Regions from separate parts of the Anser cygnoides genome. Here region 2 is linked to region 1. The links are chromatin contacts, called in public Hi-C maps. All regions are on one chromosome and are shown on one strand. The core of a region is the stretch at or near the end of the contact, and the rest is flanking DNA. Distances in the headings are between cores, read along the strand shown. Region 1 has its middle 37 kb from the start of UACA. Region 2 has its middle 52 kb from the start of KIF23.

Evidence for each region. Hi-C and Micro-C count contacts between places; a contact is called where the count stands out from the background.
Region 2: a Hi-C map of liver shows a contact between it and region 1, with 7 times the contacts expected there. The contact joins two enhancer-like sites. A contact is called at or near these places in 2 of 7 Hi-C or Micro-C datasets (both in liver).

Annotation. Positions count from the first base shown.
Region 1 is chr11:1,031,278-1,037,729 of Taihu_goose_T2T_genome, reverse strand. No RefSeq gene overlaps it. Among named protein-coding and RNA genes, the nearest start is that of UACA, 37 kb to the right of the region's middle. Within about 2 kb of position 2,034, at least 3 of the 3 cell types and tissues checked have open chromatin away from gene starts, as enhancers often do. A contact at or near this core is called in liver, where this site is marked.
Region 2 is chr11:1,314,338-1,321,043 of Taihu_goose_T2T_genome, reverse strand. No RefSeq gene overlaps it. Among named protein-coding and RNA genes, the nearest start is that of KIF23, 52 kb to the left of the region's middle. Within about 2 kb of position 4,408, at least 2 of the 3 cell types and tissues checked have open chromatin away from gene starts, as enhancers often do. A contact at or near this core is called in liver, where this site is marked.

The sequences.
Region 1 (6,452 bases), core at 785-3,284:
GCCCTGGGTCTTGCTGTCCAGCTCCAGACCCTCTGTGGTGTTCATTTCTCCCTCACCTATCCCCCTAGGGCACATTCCCAGGACTACGGGACAGCTATGAGAGTCACAAATATATTCTGTCCTGATGAGGCAAGCCAGCTGGCATAGAGCACACACCTTCTGTAGCCCAAGGAAAACCCATCTGCAGCATTTGTACCTCTCACAGGCATCTCTATTTCAACAGAAACACCAGAGCATCCCCAGACCAAGACAGGAATACACCTGATAACACTTACCCAGGAATGTGCTCCTGTATCAAGGTACAGTCAGAAACCTCTTGCCAACCTTCCCTCCCTGTGATGCTTGCTACAGTTTACGGCTTGCTGTGTTAGTGCAGAGTGTATGCTGTCAATTAGGAAGTCAGCTGGCACAAAAAAAACTCAGAGCCACAGGGCAGAACATCTCTGCCAGAGCCTACAGGCAGAAGCTCTGTAAGCACATTTCAATTAAATGCATTTGAAACTAACAGGGGAAGTACGCATCTTTCAGAGACAAATGCAGTAAGAACCTTGGCATGGCAGGCAAGATGCCTTACCTCTCCCACAGCAGCCCAGGGGTCACTGGCTGAAAGAGCAGAAGGTTTGCTAGCCAAGATCTAGAGCCCTTCCTGGTTCCTTGACTTGCCTAGAAAACCAGAGCCTTCTCCCTCGCTCCCCAGCCTCCTCCTGGCCCCAGGAAGAAGGCTGAGAGGCTAGGTTTTGTTACCATAAGAAAGGCTCATCTGAATAACCATGTGTCTAAGTAGGCTTTTGTCACATCCTCCAGAAAATACTCGACTCAGCAGCACTTTTTCCGTGAGCAGCATCGTGGAATAGCACAGCACACCAAATGCACGTAACGGGAAACATCACCTCCAAATCTCACTCAGCCTTGAGGGATGAGATCCTCTTCTTTCAAGAGAAGAGGAATAAAACCAGCTTGCAACAAAACAGACACTGATGGGGACCCTCACTGGAGACCCTCTTTTAACACTATTTAAGAGAAATAAATAGTTCAGTTGGAAGAGGCCTTCAACGATCATCTAGTCCAACTGCCTGACCACTTCGGGCTAACCACAGATCAGGTGTGTTACTGAGGGCCTAGTCCAAACGCCTCTTGAGCACTGGCAGGCACGGGGCATCAACCACCTCTCCAGGAAGCCTGTTCCAGTGTTTGACCACCCCCATGGTGAGGAGATTTTTTCCTGACATCCAGTCGGTGCAGCTCTGACATGGGTCACCAGGGAGCAGAGGCCGGCACCCCCTCTCCATTTCCCTCCTCGGGAGGCTGCAGAGAGCAGCGCGGCGCCTCTCGGCCTCCCCTTCTCCAGACGAGGCAGCAGGGCCGTCCTCCGCCTCTCCTCACAGGACGTGCCCTCCAGCCCTTTCAGCAGCTTTGTTGCCCTCCCCTGGAGGATCGCTTTTCAGGTCTGAGGTGTCTGACGCAGGATGAAAACACGCTGTAAGCGTGTAGCCCAGAAGTGCTGACCCAATATAAACTCCCTGAGCCAGTTCAAACACATTCCAGAGGTGCTGGCAGGCACGTCAACTTTGTCCTGACAGGCTCTGTGCCAGATCAGGCAACCTCTGTCCTCAGCCCAGCTTTATCAGATTGCAGAAAAGAGGTTACGGCAGAGCAGGTACCATCTGTTATCCACAGCTGGCACAAAAACCACAGAGCCAGCACGAGCTCAGGACTGCCAGTTCTAGCCAGTCTGACAAATACAATGACAGGATCATGCTCGAGGTAGACAAATTTGTACTGCCAGGTGATCTGATGGAACACAGACAGGTTGTTAATGATCACTAACCCAGCTGAAAGCGCTTGGAACGGGGCCCGCAGTGCAAAGCGATTGCTGTGAGCTCTGCCTAATCCCCAGAGAACATCAATAACGCTCGCCGAACAGAGGAGCTCGCCGCCCCACAGCACGGAGCCTGAGAGGATGGTTAGATTGATAAGGGGAAGGCAGAGCAGGAGACCAAGTCACCCTGAGCAGAACGACACTCGCAGGCTTCTCCTCCTGCCAGGCCAGCAAAGGGCTAACTGCCGAAAGGAGCAGTGAAGGGACAGCGCCGTGCTTGCTGCCGGCCAGGCACACGGCCACGAGCCCTGCGGACGGCGGCAGCGGTGCCGGCTGCTGCCAGAGCTCACAGTCCGGGGTACAACAGACAGCATTTTGCAGGAGAGCTACTTCTATGTCCTTACCCTTGTGGCTGTCTGAGCAGGCTGGCATAGATTAAGAACAGACATCTCCTAAAACGCCACCCACATCTTTTTTTTTTTTTTTTTTAAGGTCAACTCAATTAGAATGAATACAAATGCCCTTTAAAAAAAAACAGCAGCAGTGCCAGTGTTTTCAAAGGCACAAGTGCTTTAGAAGCAGATTGGTTTATTTGTTCCATGTAATTTACTTTAAAATGCGTCCCTGGATTCCCCATCAATTGCATCTGAGATACTGCAAAGGTGACCTGGGAAGTTTTTAAATCATACACTCTATAGGATGCCACAAGCAAATCAGCCGGAGTTTAGTGAACGGACTGGGGGCACGGGGGCTGTGCTGGCGGGTGTTTAGGGGGGTGGTGTTTAAATAACCTCACTTTGGCTGTCCAAGGTCACTTTTCTGGCAAGGACAACACCAAATGCCTGCACACAGCCTTGACTGAGCTTTAGAGGAAGCATCTATAAAGCAGAACAAGAAAGGCATGCAATCTGAGGCTGGTGATCTGTTGAAGCACCGATAATTTTAAAGCTGTAAATCACTCTTCCTTTATCACCAGCAGAGTTCTTTGCCCTAGAACAGCTCAAGAGAATAAGCAGATTAAACACTCATAACATTTGCTGAGAAATTAATATGCAGCTAAGTGCTCCCATGCAATGTCACATCTTTGTCCTCTCCCCTAGCTCTCCAGTCTGATGCACTGTGACATCCCCCGTGCAGGGGCTCGTGAGCAGCACACAGCTCCCCTCCATCAGGAGCAAGCCATGGCACGGAGCACCTCGCCTCCACGTCACTGGTGAGCCAACACAGCCTCTTCTTGGGATGGCACAGCTTCGATCAGCCATAGCTAAAGAACAGTCCTTTGCTACCAATGCCTCCCATAGCGTTTGGTTTTAGTTTTGCAAAGGAACAAGCACGTGAAAGCTCTTCTGCTGCAGACAGAAAGCTCTCAGCCCTTGAGGCATTTCTGAAGCTCCTGGGAAGGGCCGGCTCCTGCACTGCCTGCCAGGACCCTGCCTCTGGCTCCTGTGTCACCCACCTCTTGCCTCTTAGAGGCAGGCACTCCGGTCCTGCTGCAAGAAACCAGGAGAAACACAGGCAGGGAAGTCCAGTAGGTCCAAGCAACAAGTCTGCATCCACTCACCCAGGATAAATCTCTTAAAGACTCCAAGTGCAGCAAAGTATTCCTTGTCCCTCTCAGAGGGGTGAGCCTTTGTCCATCCTTCCTTCTGTCAGCAGCCCTCTCATCCTTTCCCCATACATACCCAGAGGAATGACCAGGGAAGTCTGAGAGCCCTCCCCAGTCTGCAGAGGAATTGTCCCCTCCTCCCCGCTCAGCTCATTTTACACCTTCATTAAGAACCCTCATTAAGGAAAGAGAAAAAATCTCCTGCCAGGATTCTTCACAGCTGCCCAGATTCATGCATTTTTGTACCTCCCTCGCTCTCCCCAAGCAAACCTGAAACCGTAAGAGGACTGTTACCCTTTTAGGGCCCTGCTCCTCCTGCACCCTAACCGCCTGCAGGGTTTTGCTTTTTACCAAAGAGCTCCCTTTATCGCAGTGAGCATTAGTTAAATGCCCCACTGGTTTTCTTTACATTTTAGCAACAGTAGGACATGCCAGACGCTTTAACTACCCAAGGCTGGAGGAAGCTGCTTGAAAAGGGTTGCCACATTTCTGCCTCAGATTTCTCGTACAAAAATATGCGCGAGTGCCAGAGGTCCCATATTTTCTGAGTGCATCACGCCCACTCCCTGTATGTGTAGATGGTAACACAGCACCTCCAGAGAAAGTCCAACAGCTTGAGAGTGTCAGACTTAAGAGCTGAGATATGTACACACACTTGTCATTTATTTTTTAATTTTTTTTTTTAAGAAACTTGACAACTCTGAGCTTCAGATCAGAGCAAGCCACTAACAGCCCAAGAAGCCTAAATGAAGACAAGGTCAGTTTTGTTTTTTTTTTTTCCTAGGCAGAAGACGACAAATACATCATCACTTGAAAATCCAGGCCCTACTGCAGCCACTGCTGGAACCCCTAGCTCCTGTGAGATCAGCATTTAAGAGCATCTATCAGCTGCACTTCAAGTCTGCACTTCCACAGCCAAATTCTTCCTGTCACAACCCACTGAAAAAGCTCCAAGTCTCCTGCTCATCCAGCAGCCACCAACTGCTGTTCTAGACACCTGGTCCCTCCAGGGGCATACAAGAGCAGAAAGCAACACTCTTCATGAGTGCACTTTCCCCCCAAGTCCCTTTCAAAGTGGGATGACCTCTTCAAACGTCTCTCATTAGAAGCTGAGACACTGCTGCGAGATGCTGCAGACTTGGCCAAAGTGCTCTGAGCTGCTGGCAGAGGGCAGCCCTGTGCTTACCCGGGCACCACAGCCAGTCACAAACACCTCCAAGCAACTCAGCTTGCCAGTTCGTGCCTCGATCAAGTGCCCGGTACTGTTCAGGCTTATTACTTCTGGAGCTGATTGCGATGTGTCAAATGGCAGCATTAGGAAGTACTCACGCATACACCATTTCAGCAGCCTCCTTGGAGCAGAAGCAGTAATCTGGAGTAATTTTCACTTCATATTTGAAATGTAGGAGGTACAAAGCAGAAGTACTACTTTTGCTGAAAGGGATGGAAGAGTTCAGCATTTCTTCATACGTTACGCTGTGAGACTTCGCTGACAATTTCCACGTTTTCCCAGCTTTACCACGCTAGAAGCAACGTTGCCTTTTCCCCATCAGGCAAGCCAGCACTGCGCCCTGCTCCAAGAGATGTAGGATGCCAACTCCTTAAACACTGCTTGACAGGTCTACTGATACCTCCCAACCCAAGCACTACCAACAGAAGTCTGCATCTTCACGGGTTCATCTCAGCTGAGACTGCATGGAAGCAGTCAGAGCAGGAAAGGCCTGCTGCCTTTTAATTCATGCTTGAGCTAAAATTAAAGCTTTTCAGAATGTGATATAAGTCGCAGGAGTCCACCCACAGTCAGCTGCCTTCTCGCTGTAGCTTTCAAGCCTAGAGAACAATGTTCTCGCTGCTTTTAGCCCATGAACTGGTCGCTTTAGTATCACACCTCGCCACCTATTCTGCCATTTCTTGTACATTCCTGTAACAGCTCCCCTGCTAGAACATTCTCCAGTTTCACAATTTTAAGTCAGGCCCATAGCACTTACTGGGTATTTCTCAACACATTTCTTTTAAAAACCTGTCTGTTGTTCCCACTTGTAGCACCTACCATACTTCTAATTCCTTGGCTTCCTATACAGGCACAGCAGCTTTTCCTGAAGCTCTAGCCATTTTCATATTTGAAAGGGTTTTCATTCTGCTATCCCACAACTGGCATATTTTTCTTAACTTTCCTCTTCCTACTTTTTTCCTAGGGAATTCCTTACCATTGACAAAAAAGATCTATTTTACTTCTCCCTTCTCTCAAAACAATCCTTTATCACTTCTTTCAGAGGAGCTTTCAAGCTGAAATATGTCTGCATGGTCAGAAGATCACCATTTTTCACCAGTGATTTTTAGACTTTTTTTTTTGAACTCAACAGCATAAGTATTCCTATCATCAAGTGCTAGAATTTCTTGAAAACTAAGAGTTTTGTGTCAAAGTCCCTCATGACCAGATCACATTATAGATTTACTTGATCTACACTAATTGTTTTTAAGTTGGTCCACTGGTAGTTAGGGCAATGCCTTCCAATTCCTAAACTGCAGCAAGTAGTACGGCAAGACAAGACACCAGCTGAAGTGTCCTTGCACCCCAAATAACTCTTATACCACACTTGACTCTCAACACGAGGAAACTTCAAGAGGTCCTCTCTTACTTTGGAATACTCCCACCAGATTACAAAACTCTGGCTTGATGCCCTGCAGAGAATTTTTGAAGTCATCTCTGTTGTATCCTAAGAGCACATAAGCGGGGGAAAAAAAAAAAGAAAAAAACAGCATTTAATGAAGTGTAAAACTAATTATTATGAAATAAAACTAGCTGTTCACACTGAAAAGAAGTCATATTTTCATGTTCTATTTTCCTTTCAAATGCATTCCTTTCCTGTCATCTAAGATATTTGGTAAATGTAAAAATAAATATTCTTCACAGTAGAGTGCTGGCTTGAAAGCTGAGTCCAACAGTAAAAAGCTTCACAATTTAATATCCCTTAATGCTCAGCATCTTTTTCACTTAATGTAAAATCCATCTGATCTAATAGCTGC
Region 2 (6,706 bases), core at 3,159-5,658, 280 kb before region 1:
GCTTCCCTCCGGCTCTCATTCCCTACCTGTAAAATCAAGGGTTAAGAGACGTGTGCACCTGCCAGACGAGATGAGACACGAGTTAATCAATGTATGCATGATATTTTGAGAACATAAAGTGCACGCATTAATAAATTATTGTTCTATTATAACTGAAGTGCTGCAGGCTCAGAACGACAGGGCTGCGGGATGCCGACCGAGCGTGATGTGACGTGGGAACAGCGGAGTGCTCCTGCCACTTGTTTGCACCCGTTATTCCAGTAATCACTTGTTGTTATATGATAAAACAGGATAATTGCCAGCTACTTTTTGGGAGGCAGCTATAAGCAACAATTGCGGACTATACAGCGGAGTGAATTCATTTTCTGCCATTTTGCTTTCTTTTCCGGTCTCTCTCAGGGTAAATAGGTTCCCGTGGCTCCTGCCATTTTCTATTCATTCCGGTCTTTGTTAGGAAAATGAAGCCGCAGAACTGAACACCCCTTCTGTTCTGTGGCTCGCAGCAGCTGCTTGTGGACGCTGGGTGCGTGGCTGGTGACGAGCCACCTTCGGTGCAAAGACGGCGCTCATCAGCCTTCACTGGCCACCAGCTCTGGCAGCTGGAGAAGTTTCCTCTTCTCCCTCTTATTTTGGGGTCTCCAAAGGCATGGCCTTCTGGCAGTGGTGGGGCAGGCGGCACGTGCACGGCGTGGTGGCAGCACGAGCCGAGGCTGGTGGAGGTGCTTGCGGGTGGCAGCAGCACTGGAAGTGGCCCGAACTTTCTGGAGGCTTTGGTGCTCCGAGTGAGCTTGGAAGTAATCTTATCTCTTTTGTTTTTGTGGTATCGCTGCTCCAGGAAGGGCCAGAGAGAGATTTAGAATTGCTCCAGATGAGGAAACATTAGAGCATCATCCAGGGCAGCACGTATTTTATTTCTGCCTATCTTAGTTATGCACTAAATCCATGGAAACTGGATGTATGGCAGGAGTGCTAGGACAACCTCACTCCTGTGCTGCTGCTGGCTGCTGCTGCAGTGCATTAGCAATGCATCTTTTCTTCCTTCCTTCCCCGCTTGTGCCTCTCTCAGCAGGAATGGGTGCTTCATGCGGCATCTCCCCTAAGGCGAGTGGCTGTTGTGCTAAAAACCCAGCAGCCCTGTGTTAAAGCACGCCCTGCCCTGGAATGCACCCCAGGCTCGCGGTCTCCCTGCCCGTGCCTCGAGGAATATCCGTAACGTCCACGCCGGGTCTGCTGAGGGGAATGAGGTGAAGCGCTGGGAAAAGCTCCTTTCAGCAGAGCTTTTGTGCCAGAAGCAAAGAAAAGCCCGGCAGAGCCGAGGCCCTTGCCCCTTGTCTCCACGCAGAGCACTTCTGCTGGCTCCGGCCTTCTTCCGCTCCAACTGACGGAGCGAGCGCGCCACGTTTTCCTTCCCAGCTTTGCAAAACGCTCGACTTCGGCTCAAAACTTTGGTCATCGATCTGAAAACCCTCCAAAATCCGTTTCCTGATAGGAACAAAACTTGGTGGTTTAGGCCTCAGGTGATGCGAAGCCTTCACCCAGGCAGAGCAGAGCAGTGCACGGGGACCCCGAGGCAGCCCGCGGCCCCACGCTGGCCCGGGCAGCCCCCCGAGGGGGAGCGCACACCAAAACACCTCGGTGGGGCTCGCAGTAAGCAGGTCGGCTTGTTCCTAGCCCCTGCTGCTGCAGGAGGCCGGGGGGGAGATGCGTTATCAGCTCCCTTCCAGCACCAGTTTGTTTTATGGTCGGTTGCACAAGCGGCTGCGACTGGAGCCATCGAGAGCCTCGCGGAGCCCTACCTAAGTAGCGCCAGGCATTAAAGAATAATGCTAATTTTTCTTAAGAGATGGCAGTGCTAATGGCTTTTTTGATTGCACTGTGTACTTCTGCTTGGCCAGCAAAGAGCAGGCAATTCCTAAGCGAGAAGGGGACATTTTGATGCTGGGGGGAAAGGGGGTAGGGACTCCTCGTGCCCCCACTAGGTGCCTGTTAATTGTTCCGTGCTGGGGGTGACATTTTCAGGTGGCAAGGACGGGCTGCCCACAGCCCAGCAGGGACACAAATCTCACTCGTGCCGGTCCCATTTTGTCCCTGGAGCCCCACAGAAGTGCCCCGGTGATTTGAGGGAGCAGGATGCGACCCACAGCAGGGCTGGAGGTGTGTGCATGGCACGGGTGGGCACAGCCGCGGGTGTGGAAACCCCCCCAAAACACGAGGGCTTGGCACACCGCCGTCCCCGCCTGCTCTTCACGGGTTTTGTGCGACTGCGAACGTGCGCTACTCGGGTTTAATAATTAATCGGGGCTTTATTTAAGTCCATCACTGCACTGCAGTAATGATTCATCAGATACCTTCTTATAATGTGTACAGTGTAATTTTTATTAGGAGGTACTTCTGAAGCGAAAGCTGGTTGTTACCTGGTTGTAGTCAAACACGTCATTAGTTACTAGGTATCGTGGGTCAACACACAGGCATAAAACAATCCCTTTTCTTCTCTTGCAATGATTAACCCACCTATCAACAGTGTCTGTTTAATATATATCACTATAAACAGTCATTATTTGCAAGAATAGCCAGATGGGCAGATAATTTAAAACATAACTCGGAATCTATTTTAGTTTTTAGAGGCCTAACTTAACAAAAAAAATCATAGAAATGCCCATGCAATCACACGCCCAATTTGTGTGCGTAATTACCTTGATTACATGTGTGCTTGTGGTAATTGTCACCGCAGATGGCATGGGGATGCATGAATGGTCACTTGTGCATGCAGAGCCGCTCCACATACCACACCAGGGTAATTGCAGATGCGAATTGAGTGCGCACCTCCTGCACCCACCCCCCCGCTGCAGAGCGCGGCACGGGGCGCTGCGTGGCCACCGCGCCCGGCTGCCCGCCCGTGGGTGCGTGGTGCAGGGACTAGGGTGCAAAAACGGGGAGGCGGGAGGAAGCTGTGGGTTCCTGCACAAGGCTGCGCTGCTCGGATGTGTGCCCTTGCTGCGAGGTGCCTCCTGCGTCTGGCAGCGAGCTGGCTGCTGGGGCTCGGTGGTGCTGGTGGGGTGCCACCACGTCGGCACTTTGCCTTGAGACAGGGCTGCCTCCGAACGCCTTTTGCAAGGCAGTTTCCTCTGCAGAGCGTGCAGGAGCCCCGCGAGAAGGCATGGCCTCATCCTGCCCCGAAGAGCACCGCCAAACTGGGCTTGTACCACCCCATTAGCACCCAAGCGCTGCCCTGCTGGCACACCCCAGTGCTCCCTGTTTGTACATCCCCGTGCTGGCACACCCCAGTGCTCCCCATTTGTGCACCCCCGTGCAGCTCCACCGGCGCGGCCACGTGCCGCCCCAGCAGCCTGGCCACCCGCCAGCAGCCCTCGAGGCCGCGGCTCCTGCTCGCCGCAAGCCCCTGTCCTCGGCTTAGAAGAATTAAAGATGCCTGATGCTGTGCTTATCAGGGGAGGAGAGAGAGACTTAGGAGGCAGTCTATCTAAAAGTTATTATTAATTTTTATTGCTGCATGGATTTAGAGATTTGGAAGAAGATAAATTCCAAACAGACATCCATTACCAAAGCGACAGTGTAGCTTAAAGATAACATTTACATTCTTACGGTGTTTATATATATCTGATCCCACTCAATCTGCTCCCTGTTCAAACTTTTTGCCACCTTCAGAAGGATCAATACCTACATCAAAGGTTATATGAAGGTGGCCAGATTCTTTTAAGCTGTTTGCATAGCCCTCAGTTTGCTGTGCTAACACAGGCTGGTACTTCTTCCAATAACTCTGTTTGCCTTGTATTAGGACTGTTTGCTGAAACACCTAGCAGAATCCAATAGAGGACAGACTTTCTAAACATTTGGTCACATCTGTCAATCAATAACACCAATCGGTTTCCTGATACAAACAGCAAACTCTGCCAAATCTAATATTTGCCCAAACTTTTACTGACTCTTGCTGGTTTAAAACAGTAAAAGGCAACTGAGCAGACATTAGTGCAGAAAGGTTCTCACTAATATTTAACTCTAGGCAAACAAAGAATAATTCCAGCAATGAAAGGAGCAAAAACAAACAGTGTAATTATTGTCCTCTTTTTATTTGAGATAATTTGCTTAAATGTACAGCTATTATCTGTTAATATGGTGAGGTATAATTAGAAGGGACAAAATACAGGTTTGGCTGACATAGGCACGCTCACACACAGGCACACAATGGTGCAGATTTCAACTCTTGAACCTTGCCCCTTGCGCTGAGATCATGTTTATGCAGGTGATCTTGGAACAAACACGGTGATGTTATCAGTGAATGGAAAACACCTGACTCGAAAACAAACAAAAAAAAAAAAAAAAGGAAAAAGTACTCAGAGGACTCCAGGCAAATCTGGATTCCAGATTAAAACAAAGAGGAACAATAGAGGCCAAATGTTTTTCTGGAGTGGCTGCCAGGCTGGGGTAGGCGGCTGGAAATTGGCTCAAGTCTCTTCCATAAAACCGGGACATGCTTTTAATCTGCATCTGAAAGAAAGCAGAGCAGGGCCAGAATCAGCACCCAAGAGGCGTGCTGGGACCGAGCGCCGGGTCCCATCCTGCAGGGGCACCCAGCACCCTCGGAGCGCCTCACTCCGGCCCCCAGGGGGGCACCGCGGCTCGGACCAGGGTGTCTGCCTGGGTGGTGGCTTGTGGCGGCGCAGATCATCTTTAATTCATCGTGTTGTGGAAGGAGGATAAGTGGGACAGATAATGATCTGCACAGTTTTCCTTTTTGGTAACCAAATATATCTTTGTGCTAAGTGACAATTATTCTAAAAGCTTCTTTTTTTTTGCAGCTAAGGTGCTCGGCTCCCGTGCCTCAAAGAGTCGTTTTCCCTCGGAAAGGAATCTAATTGGGCTCTGATCGAGAGCAGAAAATACCTAAAAGCTGCACAGAACAATATTTCACCCAGCTAACAGCCTTTTCATTTCGAATGCACAGCCTAACAATAAGTGCGACGTGTAGTCTCATCTCTAACACTTTGTTTATTACAGCGCGCTGCTAAATATTAGATAATGGTGGTTAGAGAACGCTTTCTGCAGGGGAAAACAAGTGAAGCAGAAAGCAGGCTCGCTGCCCGGCGTGCAAAGGAGATTACGCTGCAGATGCTGGGGACGATGCTGGGGGATGAGCAGTAAATGAGCACGAGCCGGCGCTGGCGGCCTCGGCTGGCCACTCGGGTTGAGCAGTGCTGCTCCTCTGCCCCAGTTTTGCTTGGTGGGCGGCTGTCAGCACTCGTGCCCGGCGTCCCGTGGCAGCTCAGCCCACGCAGTGCCCGCCAGCAGGGGTGAGAGGGTGCAGACGCCGCGTCCTGAGTCACCGCTCTTGCACCACCAGCCCTGGGCGCTGCGTTGGAATGGCCTCGGCGCATTCACGTGGCTGAGCCTGACCCTTCCTCGCCGGGAAAAATCGCCTAGGTTCAAGTTGGAGCTTCCTTGCCTTCAGAGCAGCCCTTCTGGTGGCATTTAGGGTGATGTCTGCTTGTCCTGATGGTAATTCGGGAGAGCTGCGGGTCACAGCAGCCTCTTCGCGCGGGCTTGCTAAGCAGGCGTAAGCGAAAGGGAAGTCTGCAGGTTATTCAGGGAGTAAAACCCCCGGCACAGAACCTTTCAGAGCACTGCAGACACGTGCGTGCGGCGTGCGTGGGCAAAGTGCACTGATAGGGACTCAAAGCCGCTGAGGTTTTTGGGGACCCCAAGGCCCGGAGCAGTGGCGGCTGCGAGCGCGGCGCGCGGCAGCAGATGGCAGTGGCAGCGTGCCGCCGCCCGCGCGGGCAGCCCTCGGTGCTGATTAACACGGCGAGCGCTCGGAGAGTGGCATGATTTGGGGCTGTGGGACCTGAAATGAACTCTCTCTTCCCTTGCCAAATGCCAGGTGGAAGTGTCTGCGTGGAACGGCACAGCCTGGGGCTCTGACATTCAGCCCGAGCGGAGAGGGTGAGAGGTGGGGATTGGTTTGACGGCGGCAGAGCCCACCCTGAGCTGGCGTGCGGATGCCATCGAGGGGGTTTGGCTCCATGGGGATACCTGGGCTGGCTCCAGCACTGCTGGTACTGCTGCTGTAGGGGCCTGGGGGCTGTTAGCACCTGGCTTCAGCCGCTTGGAAAGCCAAGCATAAGGGGTTTTGGGGTCCCAGGAGGAGCAGGAGGTCACACACAGCCACCGCTGTGCTGCTGGGGACATCTGGGAGGCCAAGGCAGAACCATCAGGATGAGATCTGACACCATGGCCTGCCTGGGAGCTCAGTGCAGAGGCTGCAGGGTGGCATCTCCTGCGACCCTGGGACCCCAAAAGTGGCACTGACAGCCCCGGCATGCCAGCACGGTGCCATCCAGCCGCTCCTGCGTGGGCACAGTGCCCTGGAGCGCAGCCCACAGGCTCCCGCAGGTGGGTCTGGAAGAATCACAGAAGCACAGAGCATCCCGAGCTGGAAGGGACCCACCAGGATCACCGAGTCCAACTCCTGGCTCCGCACAAGACCACCCAAAAATCAGACCGTGTGTCTGAGAGCATTGCCCAAAGGCTCCTTGAGCTCCAGCAGCTCAGTGCCGTGCCCACGTCCCTGGGGAGCCTGTCCCAGCGCCCGACCACCTCTGGGTGCAGAACCTTTCCCTGACACCAGCCTGACCCTCCCCTGTCCCAGCTCCAGGCCATTCCCTCGGGTCCTGGCGCTGTCACCTGCAGA